2 separate regions of the Sus scrofa genome follow, and region 2 is linked to region 1. Evidence: chromatin contacts called from public HiChIP or PLAC-seq data. All regions are on one chromosome and are shown on one strand. The core of a region is the stretch at or near the end of the contact, and the rest is flanking DNA. Distances in the headings are between cores, read along the strand shown.

Region 1 (7,967 bases), core at 1,818-4,317:
GGCCAGAGGTTTGTCAGTTTTGTTTTACCCTTTCAAAGAACCAACTCTTTTATTGATTTTCTTTCTATTATTGTTTTGAATTTCTATTTTATTGATTTCCTCTCTGATCTATATAGAACTGTAAAAGACCTAGAATTGCCAAAGCAATCCTGAGGGGGAAAAAAAAAACAAGCAGGAAGCATAACTCTCTCAGACTTCAGACGATATTGCAAAACTGCAGTAATCAAGACAGTGTGGTACTGGTACCAAAACAGACAGGCCAATGGAACATAACAGAGAACCCAGAAATAAACCCAGACACCTATGGGTTTGTCCTAGGTGATCTTGGACAAAGGAGGCAAGAATATGAAATGGGAAAGAGACTCTTCAGCAAGTGGTGCTGGGAAAACTGGACAGCTGCATGTAAATCAATTAAACTAGAACACACCCTCACACCATGCACAAAAATAAACTCAAAATGTCTTAAAGACTTAAATATAACAAAAGACACCATCAAACTCATAGAAAAGAACATAGGCAAAACATTCTCTGACATCAACTGTACAAATGTTTTCTTAGGTGAGTCTCCTAAGGCAACAGAAATAAAAACAAAAATAAACCAATGGGGCCTAATCAAACTTACAAGCTTTTGCACCACAAAGGAAACCATTAAAAAAAAAAGACAACCTATGGAATGGGAGAAAATTGTTTCAAATAATGTAATCTACGAGGGCTTAATCTCTAAAATATACAAATAATTTATACATCTCAACAGCCAAAAACCCAGTAAACCAATTGAAAAATGATCAGAAGATCTGAATAGACAATTCTCCAAAGAAGATGTACAGGTGTCCAATAGGCATGTGAAAAATTCTCAACATTATTAATTACTAGAGAAATGCAAATCAAAACTACAATGAGGTACCACCTCATATGGCCATCATTAACAAGTCAACAAATAACACATGCTGGAAATGGTGTAGACAAAGGGAACCCTCCTACACTGTTGTTGGGAATGTAAATTGGCATAACCACTATGGGAAACAGTATGGAGGTACCTCAGAAAACTAAACATAGAACTACCATATGACCCAGCAATCCCACTCTTGGGCATATATCCAGACAAAACTTTCCTTGAAAAAGATACATGCACCCCTACATATATTCATTGCAGCACTATTCACAATAGCCAAGACATGGAAACAATATAAATGTTCATTGACAGATGAATGGATTAAGAAGAGTGGTATATCTACATGATGGAATAGTACTCAGCCATAAAAAAGAACAAAATAATGCCATTTGCAGCAACATGGATGGAACTGGAGACTCTCATACTTAATGAAGTAAGTCAGAAAAGAGAAAGACAAATACCGTATGTCACTTATATCTGGTATCTAATATGTGGCACAAATGTACCTATCTACAGAAAAAACAATTAACTGATGGACTTGGGGAATAGACTTGTGATTGCCATGGGGGAAGATGGGATGGACTGGGAGTTTGAAGTTAGGAGATGCCATCTATTGCATTTGGAGTGGGTAAGCAGTGAGATCCTGCTATATAGCACAGGCAACTATATCTAGTCACTTGTGATAGGGCATGATGGAGGATGTGAAAAAAAGAATGTGTGTGTGCGCATATACATACATACATACATACATACATACATATATACGTATGTATGTATGACTGGGTCACTTTGCTGTATAGCAGAAATCAACAGAACATTGTAAATCAACTCTAATAAAAAATAAAAATCTTAATAAAAAAGAAAATTTAATCAGTTTGACAACATCAAAGAAACTTTTTGCTTATTTCATTTTGTTTAATAAAACATTAAAAATAAATATATCTCTTCAGTTATAGCCAGAAAATGAAATAAAACCCAGACAATAGAATCTCATTTGGATTTGTATGGGAGAAGAGACTAGCTCTTTAAGGAGCATCTGAATTGCCTTGCAATGAGGTGGAAAGGGCTAATTTGGAAGCAGACAGATCTCTTCTTCTCTCATTTCTAGATGTTACAAAATATAGAAGTCAGGTTGCCAAGGCAGACAGTGGGTCAGGGAGTGGGGTAGACTGGGAGTTTGGGGTTAGTAGATGCAAACTACGACATTTAGAATGGATTAGCAAAGAGGTCCTACTGTACAGCACAGGGAACTATATCCAGTCTCTTGGGATGAACCATGATGGAAGATAATATAAGAAAGGGAGTGTATATGTGTGTATGACGGTGTCACTTTACAGCAGAAATTGTCACAACATTTTAAGTCAACTATACTTTAATAAAAAAATCAAAATAGAGAAGTCAGACCATTGAAAAACTGGTTTTTAGAGTCCCAGACTTTTTTCAGAAAATATTCATTCATTACCAAACGACAGTACTGTTGGGTACCAACAATGTGATTCTACAACCTACATGGATATTGGCCAAAAAGCTGGCTAAGCAACTTGTGGGGAGGGAGAGTTCAACTACATCAACAGAGTGTTTTGATACTGTCTGTAAGCCTTTGGAGAATCAATGAATCTGAATGTCTAACTCAGAAATTGGGATTAATTTACTTTTTTTTTTTCTAAAAAACTTGACTTTTATATATTACGCATTTTTCATTTTATTCTTCCAGAAAATGGAAGGCAAGACTCTCTCTCTATACCCTAAGCATCTGTAGCTGCCTGAGAAGTCTTCCCACTGCCTCTGAGATTCAGCTTGCAGATGACATGGCTGGGGAGCAAGCAGGGACTTTGCTTGTCTTGGGGAAGAGAACTGGGCTCAGCAGACTCTCAGCACAAAGCCAGTTTATTCAGGTCACACTGTTGGCAAAGCAGCACATTGCTCTTTTGTGGGCATTGAGGAAATCACAATTGGTTGTCTGTTCCTTGATGGATACAGTAAAGAAGCAGAGTGGCCTCTTTTCCTCTAGCCTGGGACAGGAATTCAGAAGCTTTGCCTCTTGCCTCCAGTTCTCGCGCCAATGGCCCAGACCCTCTTGGCCCTCAAATCAGTCAGCCAAACCCTCTGTGACTCAGCTCCTTTCTTTGCAAATTGGGGGTGGTCAGATTAATTTGAGAGCTGTGAGACATGTTTGAAAGGCCTTTGAAAATCCTGGCTCATGCAGATGACTAGCTGTATCTGTGGTTTGGGAACTGGCACAAAGGTTGAGGAAATTTCCCTTTCTTAAGTGGAGGTCTGTGGCTTTCTGTGCAAAAGGTCAGGTTGGTGTGGCATAGAATTCCCCTTATTCCATCCCTTTCTTCTCAGGACCTGGGTGCGATGGTTAGGACTCTACCCCTGGCAGTCAGAGCACGTAAGCCCTACCATGTCCCAAGTCTCCAGAATCTCCTCTTATGTCACATAAAAATTTACTTTTTCAGTTCCTGTTGTGGTTTATTGGTTAAGAACCTGACATAGGGTCTGTGATGTGGGTTTTATCCTTGGCCTTTCTTGGTGGGTTAAGGATCTGGTGTTGCTATAAGCTGTGATATAGGTGGCAGATGAGGCTTGGATCTGGGGTTGACATGGCTGTGGCATAGCCCTGCAGCTGCAGTTTATCCCCTGGCCTGAGAACTTCCATATGCTGTAGATATGGCTGTAAAAAAAAAGGTTACTTCTAATTGTTAAAAGATACTTGGTGGTTTATGTAGAAGGAAATAGAATCAGTGAAACATCACATGACTTTGAAAATAATTGAGAAAATGGAAATGTCAACAACTTGAGTTAGCAGAAATAACTGTAACCAGTCCAGCCTATTGGGCTAAAGGCCCACCTAGACATTAAGTGCTTTGTTAGTGGCTCTCTATTGTTCTAGCCTTTCTGGGCAGTGATCTTGCATAGTATAATAAAAGCTACACACTTATTTTGAGTACTATACTTCCAAAAGAAAAAGAAAAAAAGAATGATTTCGGAGTTCCTGTTGTGGCACAGTGGAAATGAATCCGACTAGGAACCATGAGGTTGTGGGTTTGATCCCTGGCCTTGCTCAGTGGGTTAAGGATCTGGCATTGCTGTAGCTATGGCGTAGGCTGGCAGCAGCAGCTCCAATTGGACCCCTAGCCTGAGAATCTCCATATGCTGCAAGTGCGGCCCTAAAAAGGACCAAAAAAAAAAAAAAAAAAAAAGAAAAAGAAAAAAGGAATGATTTATTAAAAAATGTCCACAGCAAGGAGCTGTACCAATTAATAAATATGGAAGAGAACAATCACACAAATAAGTGTGATCAGTATAGGAATATTTAAGTAAATTTTGGTTCCTTCATGATATGTTATATATTGGTGAAGATCAGAATAGGGGGTAGGAGTGAGGGGATCCTTGATCCTTGACCACTGTTCTAATAAGCCATTGCTACTGGTAGGAGTTATCACTTTCATAAGGTATATTGAAACTGAAAGAAGAATAAAGATTATTCCCATATACTATTTTTGAAATGTTAACATTGAGGTTCATGCAAGGATGTGATATATGTGATATAATATTTATTAAAAATATTCTGTGAAGCCAGAGTAATCCTGAGAAAGAAAAATGGAGCGGGAGGAATCAGGCTTTGATAATACAAAGCTACAGTCATCAAAACAGTGTGGTACTCACATAAAAACAGAAATATATATCAGTGAAACAGGATAGAAAGCCCAGAAATAAACCACACACCTGTGGTCAGCTAATATACAGCTAAGGAGGCAGGAATATATAATGGAGAAAATATAGTCTTTTCAATAAGTGTTGCTGGGAAAACTGGACAGCTACATGGAAAATAATGAAATTTTTCTAATACCATGCATGAAAATAAATTCAAAATGGATTAAATACTTAAATATAAGGCCAGATACTAAAAAACTCGTAGAGGAAAACATAGGCTGAACACTCTCTTACATGTAAGGCAGCAATGTCTTCTCAGATTCACCTCCTGGGGTAGTGAAAATAAAAACAAAAATAAACAAGTGGGACCTAATTAAACTTAAAGTTTTTTGCACAGAAAAGGGAACCATAAACAAAATGAAAGGAAAACCCATAAAATTGGAGAAAATATTTGCATGAAGCAATCAACAAGGGATTAACCTTCAAAATAAACAAAAACTTCCTGGAGCTCAATATCAAAAAAACAAACAACCCAATCAAAACATGGGCAGAATATCTACATAGGCATTTCTCCAAAGAAGACATAAAGATAGATGCCAAAAACCACAGAAAATCTGCTCAAGAATGCTAATTATTAGAGAAACACAAATCAAACTAGTACGAGGTATCACCTTACACCAGCCAGAATGGCCATCATCAAAAAGTCTACAAACAATAAATGCTTGAGAGGGTGTGGAAAAAAGGGAATCCTCTTACACTGTTGGTGGGAATGTAAATTGGTGAAACCACTGTGGAAAATAGTATGGAGGCTCCTCAAAAATCTAAACATAGAACTACTGTATGATCCAGCAATCCCACTCCTGGGTGTCTATCCAGAGAAGACCAGAATTCAAAAATATACATGCACCCCAATATTCATTGTAGCACTATTTGCTATAAGACCAAGACATAGAAACAACCTAAATATCCAATGACAGAGGATGGATAAAGAAGATGTGTTACATATAAATACAGTGGAATATTACTCAGCCATAAAAAGAATGAAATAATCCATTTTAAGCAACATGGATAGACCTAGAGATTATCATACTAAGTGAAGTTAGACAGTGAAAGACAAATATCATATGATATCACTTATATATGGCATCTAAAAAAAAAGGATACAAATGAACTTATTTACAGAACTGAAACAGACTCACAAACTTTGAAGAACTTATGGTACCAAAGGGGAGAGGTGGGGAGGGGAGTGACAGACCATGGGTTTGGGACTCCCATATGCACACTGTGGTATCTGGAATGATTGGCCAATGGGAACCTGCTGTATAACACAGAGAACTCTGTCCAATATTCTGTGTTAATCTATTTGGGAAAAGACTATGAAAGGGAATAGATATGTGTACATGTATAACTGAGTCACTTTTTTGTGCAGCAGAAATTATCACAATGTTTTAAATCAACTATACTTCAATAAAACTTCAAAAAAATGAAAGAAATATCCCTTGAACAATGATTTTATCTGTGTAAAAAGGCATACATATATCCATACTACTCTCCAAAATGCACTCAGAGTGATGGATAATGATGTAGATTGCTTTCAAATATTTATTTATTATAAAACATAAAGTTTTATAATGAAAGTGATGGTAACAAAGAAAACAGAACAAGTCCCAACCATTTTCCAGTGTGTCTCCAGGATAGGGATAGGGCGTTTTGCTTCTCTTTTTCCCTAGCACCTGATGCAATACCTGGCACACAGTAATGCTCTCTGGACATTGGCTGAAAGGTGTTGAGTGACATCCAATTGTTTTAGGACCAGACTTTCTACCAGTTAACCCGTGCAGGCATATTGGCTAGATAATATGAAACCATTCCTCTAACTCCCCCCATTAATGGTTTTATCCAGGTGAAATTCACATGTATCCAGAGGGCTCTTATGAAAGAAATTCAATGCTAGGAATTTAAAACAATATGTCAAGAAGGGACTGGATGGTTTTGGTGAGAAGGTCCTTTATTTGCCATTCAAACTATACAGTGAAGATAGCTAAATAAATGTCCCCCAGTAGGTTTTGTATTAGCAAAACACTCATGAAGAACGAATTCTCCACATCATGATCAGCCTGGTGGTGTCCTTTTTGACCCACAGAGGGATAGAGAGCCACTTAAGGGATCTCACTGAAGTAGCCTTCTGGCTTTTTTTTTCTTCTTCTTCTTCTTTTTTTTAAAATCTTTTCTAGGGCAGCACCCATGGCATATGGAGGTTCCCAGACTAGGGGTCCAATCAGAGCTGTAGGCGCTAGCCTACGCCAGAGCCACAGCAACACAGGATCCGAGCCACATCTGCAACCTACACCACAGCTCACGGCAATGCCAGACCCTCAACCCACTGAGCGAGGCCAGGGATGGAGCCTGCAACCTCATGGTTCCTAGTCAGAGTCGTTAATCACTGAGTCACGATGGGAACTCCCTGAAGTAGCCTTCTGAATTATCACTATCTTCTCATAACCTTATATAGTAAGCTGAAATTCTTCTTTGAAAAAAAAAAAAAGTCCTTTTAAGGCAGGAAATAAGGTGGCTCTTAAGCCTAGTAGAGGGAGATACTTTCTCTTCTATTCTCAGAGGTAACAGCAACATCATGGGTTTGGGCTTGGTGGGAGATGAGCTTCTGAACTCAGTACGATTAAAGATTGAAGCCCCTTCTGTCCTACCAACCTTGCGCCGGGGTGGAGGGGTGATACTTTCTTGGAGATAAAGAGAGTGTGTGTGTGTGTGTACTAAAAGTACACTCCTCTAACCACAGTAGCATTGGGATCCCAGGGCACAATGCTGTAGAGGAAATAGAACTGCACAGAACATAGATGGAGAGAGATTTTCTTCATTTGCTTGGGAACCTGAGACATTTCAGTTTAATCAGTGGAGGTGGAGTCTTAGGCTAGATTTACTAGAAAATAGCCTGAGGGAAAAGCTTTTTGGAGAAGGTATCATGCCAGAGTAGCTAATGGGAGGGGAAAAAAGATGTGATGCAGGAAGGGAGGGAGAGAAAACCCTACATAGCAGACCGGAGCTTCCTGCCCAGTTAGTTATGTGGGATGGTCTCATAGAGGGCTTTGGAAGAGGCGTCTCAGAACTACCCACCCCCTCCGCTTCTGGATTGAATAACTGGTCACTCTGGAAAACAGCTGGAGCAGTCAGTGCTTATGGGATCCTGGCAGCCAGTACACAGGTTGTGGTATTGCTTATGGTATGGGGGGTCCATCAGTAATTGCGGTGGCAACAGCATGTGTGGCAAGAGATGTTTCCACTATGGGAACATCTTGAGCTCTTGCTAAGGCTTCTCGGGCCAGGAAGTAAGGGACAAAGCACGTGTGTAAGACCTAAGGCCCAAGCAGCACACACTTAGTCCAGGGCAGGTAGGCAC
Region 2 (7,967 bases), core at 1,781-4,280, 630 kb after region 1:
GTTACAGCTCTTTATTTAAAAAATCTGGAGTTCCCATTTTGGCTCAACAGGTTAAGGACCCAATGTTGCCTCTGTGAGGATGTGGGTTCGATCCCTGTTCTCACTCAGTGGATTAAGAATCCAGCATTGCCACAAGCTGCTGCATAAGTTATAGGTGCAGCTCAGATCCCGCATTGCTATGCCTGTGGCAAAGGCCAGCAGCTGCAGCTCAGATTCAACCCCTCGCCTGGGAACTTCCATATGCCACAGGTGCAGCTGTAAAAAGAAAAAAAAAAAACTTCAGCAGTCCCCAATTGCTGAGAGGATTAAATCCAAATTCCTCATTATGACATACAAGGTAGTCCTTTCTTACCTCCTCAATCTTAAATCTCATTACTCAATTTCACCAAACTGCTCATCAGTCATTTTTTTTCTTTCCTCCCCTCCTTCCTTCCTTTCCTTTCTAGTTTCTCTCCCTCCTTCCCTTTCTTTCCCCTCTTCCCCTTTCCCTCATTGTCTTTAACTTGCCTGCATTGAACTAACACTTGAACACCTACTGTTTGTCAAGGAGCAGGTCAGGTACAGGAGATACACAGTGCACTGCCCTCAAAGTCTACTGGAGAAGGAAGACAGGAACAGACTGGTAAACAGAAAACTGCAAAGTGCAATGAAAGTCAAGGTGGCTTAGTAGCTCAGAAGAGGGGACCCTACTCAGAAGGAGACATGATGGATGAGGAGACAAGTGGATTCAGAAGAGATGATAAGCCCTGAATCTTAGAGATAGAATGGGGTTGTTTGGGCACAGAAAGATGGGATGGAAATTACTGGGGAGAGACGTGTGTGCCCAGGTATGGAGACAGGAGAGAGCATAGCTCGTGGGAGGGGGTCTTCTTTCCCTTCTCTGCAGAACAAAAGCTGACCTTGAGAAAAGGGGTTGGTCAGGAACTAGATTGTGAAGGCGATGTTATGCTAAGAATTTTGGAGTGTAACCCAAAAGTGCAAGCAGACTTCTGCCTTAGAAGCATCTCTCTGATGGCAGGAGAAGACCAATCGATGAGAGGTGAGGAGATGGTCCAGAGGGAAGGATGCAGCTCAGGGAAGATGCAGGCCTGACCTGGGGCAGGATCTCTGGGGAGGGAGCTACAGAGGAGGGGAAAGAGGCAAGCAATATTCAGAAGGAAAAGGGGGCCAGATTTAGTGACAACCTCAATGAGAGAAGGAGACAGGTTATGGAAGGAAGAAAGGGAGGGAGGGAGGAGGGAAGGTTAATTACCAAGGCTTTATTCTTGGATGGCCAGGTGGACCATGGCTTTTTCACAGTGGCCAAGGACACAGGAAGAAGGGTGAGTTGCAGAAGCAGAATGATAAGGTCAATAATGGGTCCGCTGGGACTTAGCTAAATGCATGGTAGCTAGGCAGTGATGCAATGTAGATTCTTAGAGGCACATTTTTTTAATATGGGGGAAAATGCACAGGGGGGGTTACATGAATCAGTCAAGGAGGAGTCAGAGCCTGGGTGTGCTCATTCCTAGCCCTGAGCTCTTTCCAGTACACCCTCCTCCTTCATAGTTTGTAGCAACAATGCAAGATCAGGTCTCTCCAGTCACCCACCAGCAAATCACACATTCGTTTCTGTGGTTGCACACTAAACTTTTTGGGAAAATAAGTCTCCAGGAACCTCATCAGAAAGTCCAAAATCATTTTAGATGTGGGCACTTAAACTAATGTTTAATGGATTAAGGGTGTCATTCAATAATTTGATAGACAGATTTGTTCCATGTTTAATTCCAAGCATGCAGACTTGATCTACTCAAAAACTGTTTCTAATTTCTCACCATCTGAGTTTATTGAAAATATCCTCAGTGTGACTCAAAATGCCAAGTTCAAGAAGATGTGATCATAAAAAAAATGTTATTATAGCTCTTCCTGAATATCCCCCACTTTCTCCATCTCTGGTTCAATCCCGAGTGTAAAACGCATGCAGGTGGAAACCTACTCCCAGAGAGAGGACCTCGCCTACTCCTATCTCAAGAAAGTTGACATTTGGGGTGGTGTGGGTTTCTATTTATTGAATTCATTGATCCTCAGATTTTCCTCATGGTAAAGGCAAGGGCAGCAAATGTCATAAGAAAGTCACATTTTCCAGTGTTTTCTTGGTATGCCTCACACAGTAACCATCCTCATAAAATGAATTTCTCTCTCAGCTCCTCAGAGCGTTGTGCCCAGTGTATGAACTTCTGAGCAGTCACCTAAGAACAAAAAGCACCATGAGAGTGATTTTCTTTTCCAGTCTGTGTTTTCAAGGTCTAGCTGTGAACTCGTTCCAGTCTGTGTTTTCAAGGTCTAGCTATGAACTCGTTCCTCATTAGCTGAAACTATAGAGATCCACAGGCATTCTCATCCTCGCTTACAAAAGGCCAAATTTTCAGGATATATGTCCCATCCTTTTTTGTTTGTTTTTAAGGGCTTTTTAATGGGGGAGCTCTCTAGTGAAGCAGAGCATTTTGACCTTCAAATAGAATTAAAAATGGGGAAGTTACCATAAAGGCTCAGCAGAAACAAATCTGACTAGCATCCATGAGGATGCAGGTTCGATCCCTGGCCTCGCTCAGTGGGTTGAGGATCCGGCTTTGCTGTGGCTGTTGTGTAGGCCAGCAGCCACAGCTCTGATTTGACCCCTAGCCTAGGAACCTCCATATGCTGTGGGTGTGGCCCCTAAAAATACAAAAAGAAAAAGAGAGATGAATGAATAAAAAGAATTGAAAACTCTGGAGAAAAAAAAATTCTTCCAACTTTTTGCTGAGAAGAGCCTAAAGAAGCTGCTGGAGAAGTTTACACAGAGTAGAAGATTTTAGCAAATACTGAAAGTAATTTGCTGTATGTGAACCTTAATTAAAAAAAATAGCCTAATATTTAGACAGCTTCTTCCACACAGAGATCTCCAAACATGAGCTCCCTGGTTCATCCAGCAGCCTTGGGGTCACTGACTCATCCCTTTCCTATGGGCAGAAGTTCTCGCCAACTCACATTCAGGGGGCTCCCTCCTCCACATCCCTAAACACAGTCCTTCTCTGTTTCCACTCTTGTTGAGATTCATTTCTGACTTCTCCTTTTTCCTCTCAGCAGTGCACAGAAATGGCCAACAGGTCCTGAGTTCATTCTGGCAGAACAGGCTTCAGTCAGCTGTTTTACAAGTGCTCCTAGAGACTGGATTCAACCCCTTCAGAGAGGAGTCCCCATAAGCTCCATTCAAGGTTATTTCTCCTAACTTACCAATCTAAATCCCTAGAGTTGGCCTTGTGTCCTACTTTTATATTTTCCATTTCATGAGATGAAGAATGGCTGGTCCCCCACTTCCTATGATCCCCTTGTATAAACTAGCCAATAGAAATTGGTTTATGTTTTTATTTTATCTCGCCAAGCAAAAGAATGTGGGTTTCTTTAATCTCTTTTCATTTGCTTTTTCTACCATCTTTTTTTCATTTTCTACCATCTTCATCAGTCTTTGCTTTCCTGCCTCCACTGGGGAGTTGCTAACCTAACATAGTCCTCTCTGTAGGGTCTAACCATTACTAGTTTGTTGGGAGATGTCCTTCTGGCTGCTTCATTGGTTTATGCTCCAGCCCTGAACTGACCTTTTGAAAACCAGTTTTGGTTTTCTGACTCATATTTTGATACCCAATTCCTTAAACATATGTAAAACCAATACTGCCTTTGTGCAGTCACTTTTTCTTCTTGCTCTGCAGCCACTCTCAGATGCCAGCATTCATTTGGCTTCCTCCAAACAGTTTGGCAAACAGGTTTTGAGCTCTGATGCCACTTTTCCCTGTGGCTCATCCCTAGTTTGAGGATATAACTCTGGCTATGGAGAAACTCTACCCAGGAAGTCCCCATAATTATCTAGCTTTTCTCTGTGTCTTCAGCATCCTTAACCACCAATACTGCCTGCTTTCCCACACTGCTCAGGGGAATTTAGAGAAATATATAGAGCTATATAATCAAGATCAGGTTCTCAAATCTTAGGTATAGACATTTATTTAAGGTAAAAAAAATTAATACGGTGAACATGTGAATGTCACTTATTTAATCGAAGAGTTCCCACTGTGGTAAAAGGGGATTGGCTCTGTCTGCAGCACCAGGATGCGGATTCAATCCCCCATCTGGCACAGAAGGTTAAGGATTTGGCATTGCCAAAGCTGCAGCACAGTTTGCAATTGTGGCTCAAATCTGATCCCTGGCCTGGAAATTCCATATGCTGTGGGGTGACCAAAAAATTTTTTAAAAATTAAAAAAAAATAATTTAAATGTTACTTAAATATCTATAAGCATTAATACAGGCACAAACTCCTTATATCTATAGCTGTTATACCAGTATCCAGCCAAAATAAAATTAAAAATTGTATATAAACCAAAAATGTGCAAAATTCAAATAAAGTCATTGAATGCAGACAATGAAGTTGTGTTGGAATGAAATCCTCTCACTCAATGTGAAAAGAGCACTATCTGCAATGGCAAAGATTCTTTTGAGTTTTTCATATCTATAGTGTTGTTTGTGATGTGATGATTCCATTTTAGTAGCATATTTTCCCATCAAAATTTCTGTAAAGCCTTTGACCTTGTCATGTCTTTGGAACTTCATTTGACTGGAACACATTATTTAGGGGTTAAATTTCTCTCTCTTCCTCTCTATTAGACCTCTAGGTTACTCTGCTGCAGTTTTCATTTCCATAGTGTCCCATCATATTATCAGTGCATTAAATCATTTACAAAATTATTACTTTATAAAAAAGATTTTCAGTTTAAAATATTTTGCCATTCAGATGAAATAATATAAATGTAGCAGTAGATGTAGGACATTGGTTATAGATCATAGGTAGCTTGAGAAGTTTCCCAACATTTTAAAAATTACTTGAAATTCCTTTAAGGATTGAAAAACCAACCTATAGGTACATTTGTAGATATAAAGATAAACGCAGATGCCCAAATCTGCCGACAAGGGTCCATCATCCAAATAATGAAAAATTTGCTTCTTTTTTTGTCATCTAAACAAAAATATAAAATTTAGAGTTTTTTTATTGGGACCTCACAGACTCTGGAGAATATGTCCATCAACTTTGGGTACAAAGAAATTCACTTTCAAGAATAGCGAAGACTTTTAGAGTAGAAAGGGGCCTTTGAAAATGCCTATGGAGATTAGGTCATCATAGTTCATCCCCTTCACTTGAAATGAGGGGATAGAGAACTAAGGAAGTTAGATTGTTGTTTAGCAAGAGATCCTGGTCTCCAGATTCCAAAGTCCCACCCCTTTCTACTATATCAACATTTACCAAGGAGTTTGACATTTAGGATGCCACCCCGCATATGTAATTTACCACACATAATTCACACACTCAAAGTCTCCTGACTCTCATAACATATTCTTATAAGCCAAAGTATTATATTCTTGACAACAAATCTTATAAAATTCTAGCATTTCACCTTAAGTGATTCTTTAATGAATATCTATTTCTGAAGACTATAATTATTAATAACCTCTGTATAAACTAACACTTCACTGCATTTGTCATAAGGTTACTTCTCACCAGTTTCAAAGATTGCCTAGAGCTTTTAATTTTTTAAGTGTGCTCATCTCTCTACCATTCTAAAGCTCCTCCATATTTCTCCTCAAATGATTCTCTTCTCTCAAGTCCAAGTTTCTTGTAAGTGGAGTATAAATTTCATGTCTCCATTTTTTTCAGTAACCCACATATGTGAGATTCTGTTTTCATTACTGTATTGAAATTGTCCGTTCAGAGGCCACACTGGACTCTTGCTATATCTAGTAGACTCCCTGCATTATTCTATTTACCTTCCTTTAGAACATAGGCCTTGTCCCTCAAACTTCTTCCCTGGTTTTTCCAGGGTTTCTCTATGTGCTCTCCTGATGGCAATTTTTCATCTTCCCTGGTTTATCTCCCCAATTTCATCAATATTGATATTCCTTAGGATTTGTCATTGTTCTTGTTCTTGCCTTAGGATGCATAATCTCTGTGGTAAATTCATGTGGATCCCATACACTAATGATGCCCAGATGCATCCCTGTAACCTATCTCTTTTCTCTTTCCCCAGAAAAGTATTTCTGGGAAATGAAAACTTTGAGAGAGAAGCATAAGATTCCATGCCTGCAAAAAGCCAGAGATAATAATAATAATTTCTGGGTGGGAGGAAAGAGAAAATGAAGAGTTTCAAGAAGGGAGTAGTCAGCTGGTTGAAATACCATGGTAATGTCCAATAAGATGGGAATCGAAGTACTTTTTTTGACTGAGCTAGTGGAAGGTCACTGGAACCTTGGCAAGAGCAATTTGGGATCAAATGTAGATTGAAAGGAGTTGACAAGTGAATTAGAAGAGAAGAAATACAGACTATGACTATGGAGAATGACAGCCACTTAACAGTGGAAGAAAGGGGAGATAGAGAAATGACTAGAGAGGAATCTAGGGTCAGAGGAAGGACGCATTTTTTTTAGCCAAAGAGAAGGAGCCAGGACAGAGAAGGGGAAAAGATACAAAAGAGAGGAAGCCACGTACCTGACCAATTTTCGGGCTATTGAGCCTTAAGGAGGAAAAGAACCACCTGTTCCATTGATTTGTTGTAACAGAGGTGAGTAATTGTGATACAGTTCTTGTTTTTCTCTTTGAAATATGAAAATAAGAGGCAAGGTTATCTGCAGTTCATAAGGAAGGTGGTGAGAGTTTGAGGAGAGTTGTGATTTTTAAAAGGACCTGACCAGGCTCATAATGTGTACACTATTCTAAAACACAGATCCAGTCATAATACTTTTGGGCTCCCAGTTTCCCACAGGATAAAATGCCTCCCCACAGCAAGTTCCACGGTGGAGTGTCCACCACACCTACAAACCATCAACCCCATCACCCCCCACCCCCCACCCCCGTTCCAGGTCCTAACATCACCATTCTCCAAACATGCCACATGCAAGAACCCTCGGCCTAGAATTCCCTCACCCTCACTTCTCTGCCTGGAAAACCTCCATCCACTTTTCAAAATTCAGTTTAAGAGTTTCTCATTGTTCCTGGATCGTCCTCACTTTTACTAACCTGTTTTCCTGTTACCTCACTTTCACACCTTCATTGTTTCTGCATCTACTTAGTTTCCCATCATCACTCTATGTCTGTATGGTATTTTAAATCCCCTCAGGATGTGTACTTTCAATTATTTAATTAACTAGCACATGAATATGTATTAAGCAATATCCAATCCATAATTTCAAGAAGCCCCCAGGGCACCAGGCAGCCATAATGCAGTGTGACTTGAGCTGTAACTGAACACTGACCAAGGATGAGGAGGGTACCTGAGGCCATCAGAGGCTTCAAGCATACCTGTGCCTGTGTCTTCCCCTCCTACAAAGAGCCCCATGGCAAGTTCCCTGAAGGCCAAGGCATAGCCTTGTCCAGTAGTGTGTGTGCCACATGGACCATCACCTTGGGGTGGCTCTGTAAATGTAAACTGGCCTTGTCTTGAAGAAGTCACTGTACAGCTCTTTCAGGAATGTCTGGGCTCCTAATGTAATCCATTTTAACTAGAAAGATTATTCCTTTTAAGGTTTTGTCCCTTTCTAAAATATCTGCTCATGGTCCTTGACAAAAAAATGTCCTCTCTGATGCCATCCTTACTACCCTCCCCACATCATCCATTTCTTGCTCTGTCTGCCATTTCCCTCTTCACAAGGACCCAGCCAGGGTCAAATTCCTCTCCTGTGCTCACCACCAAAGATTTGGCTTCTACTTTTCTTCACTTCCTTTTTCCATAGTAATATTTGTTGTTGTTGTTAAGTTGCCTGAAAAAGTCCACGATTATTGTGTAGGACTTCTTTCAATAGAATGGGCAGGAAGAAAGGAAAGAAGAGAGGAAGGAAGGAAGAGAGTGAGGGAGAGAGGGAAAGGAAAGGAAAGGAAAGAAGGAAGGAAGAGAAAGGAAAGGAAAGAAGGAAG

What was found. HiChIP or PLAC-seq counts read pairs in DNA pulled down with a chosen protein or histone mark.
Region 2: a contact with region 1 is called in an H3K27ac HiChIP or PLAC-seq map of alveolar macrophages. The contact joins two enhancer-like sites. A contact is called at or near these places in 1 of 47 Hi-C or Micro-C datasets (fibroblasts) and 1 of 2 datasets of contacts at active chromatin or transcription factors (alveolar macrophages).

What each region holds. Positions count from the first base shown.
Region 1 is chr16:45,693,119-45,701,085 of Sscrofa11.1, forward strand. No RefSeq gene overlaps it. Among named protein-coding and RNA genes, the nearest start is that of CD180, 110 kb to the left of the region's middle. Within about 2 kb of position 3,068, at least 10 of the 83 cell types and tissues checked have an H3K27ac peak or open chromatin away from gene starts, as enhancers often do. A contact at or near this core is called in alveolar macrophages, where this site is marked.
Region 2 is chr16:46,326,426-46,334,392 of Sscrofa11.1, forward strand. No RefSeq gene overlaps it. Among named protein-coding and RNA genes, the nearest start is that of PIK3R1, 100 kb to the right of the region's middle. Within about 2 kb of position 3,031, at least 2 of the 83 cell types and tissues checked have an H3K27ac peak or open chromatin away from gene starts, as enhancers often do. A contact at or near this core is called in alveolar macrophages, where this site is marked.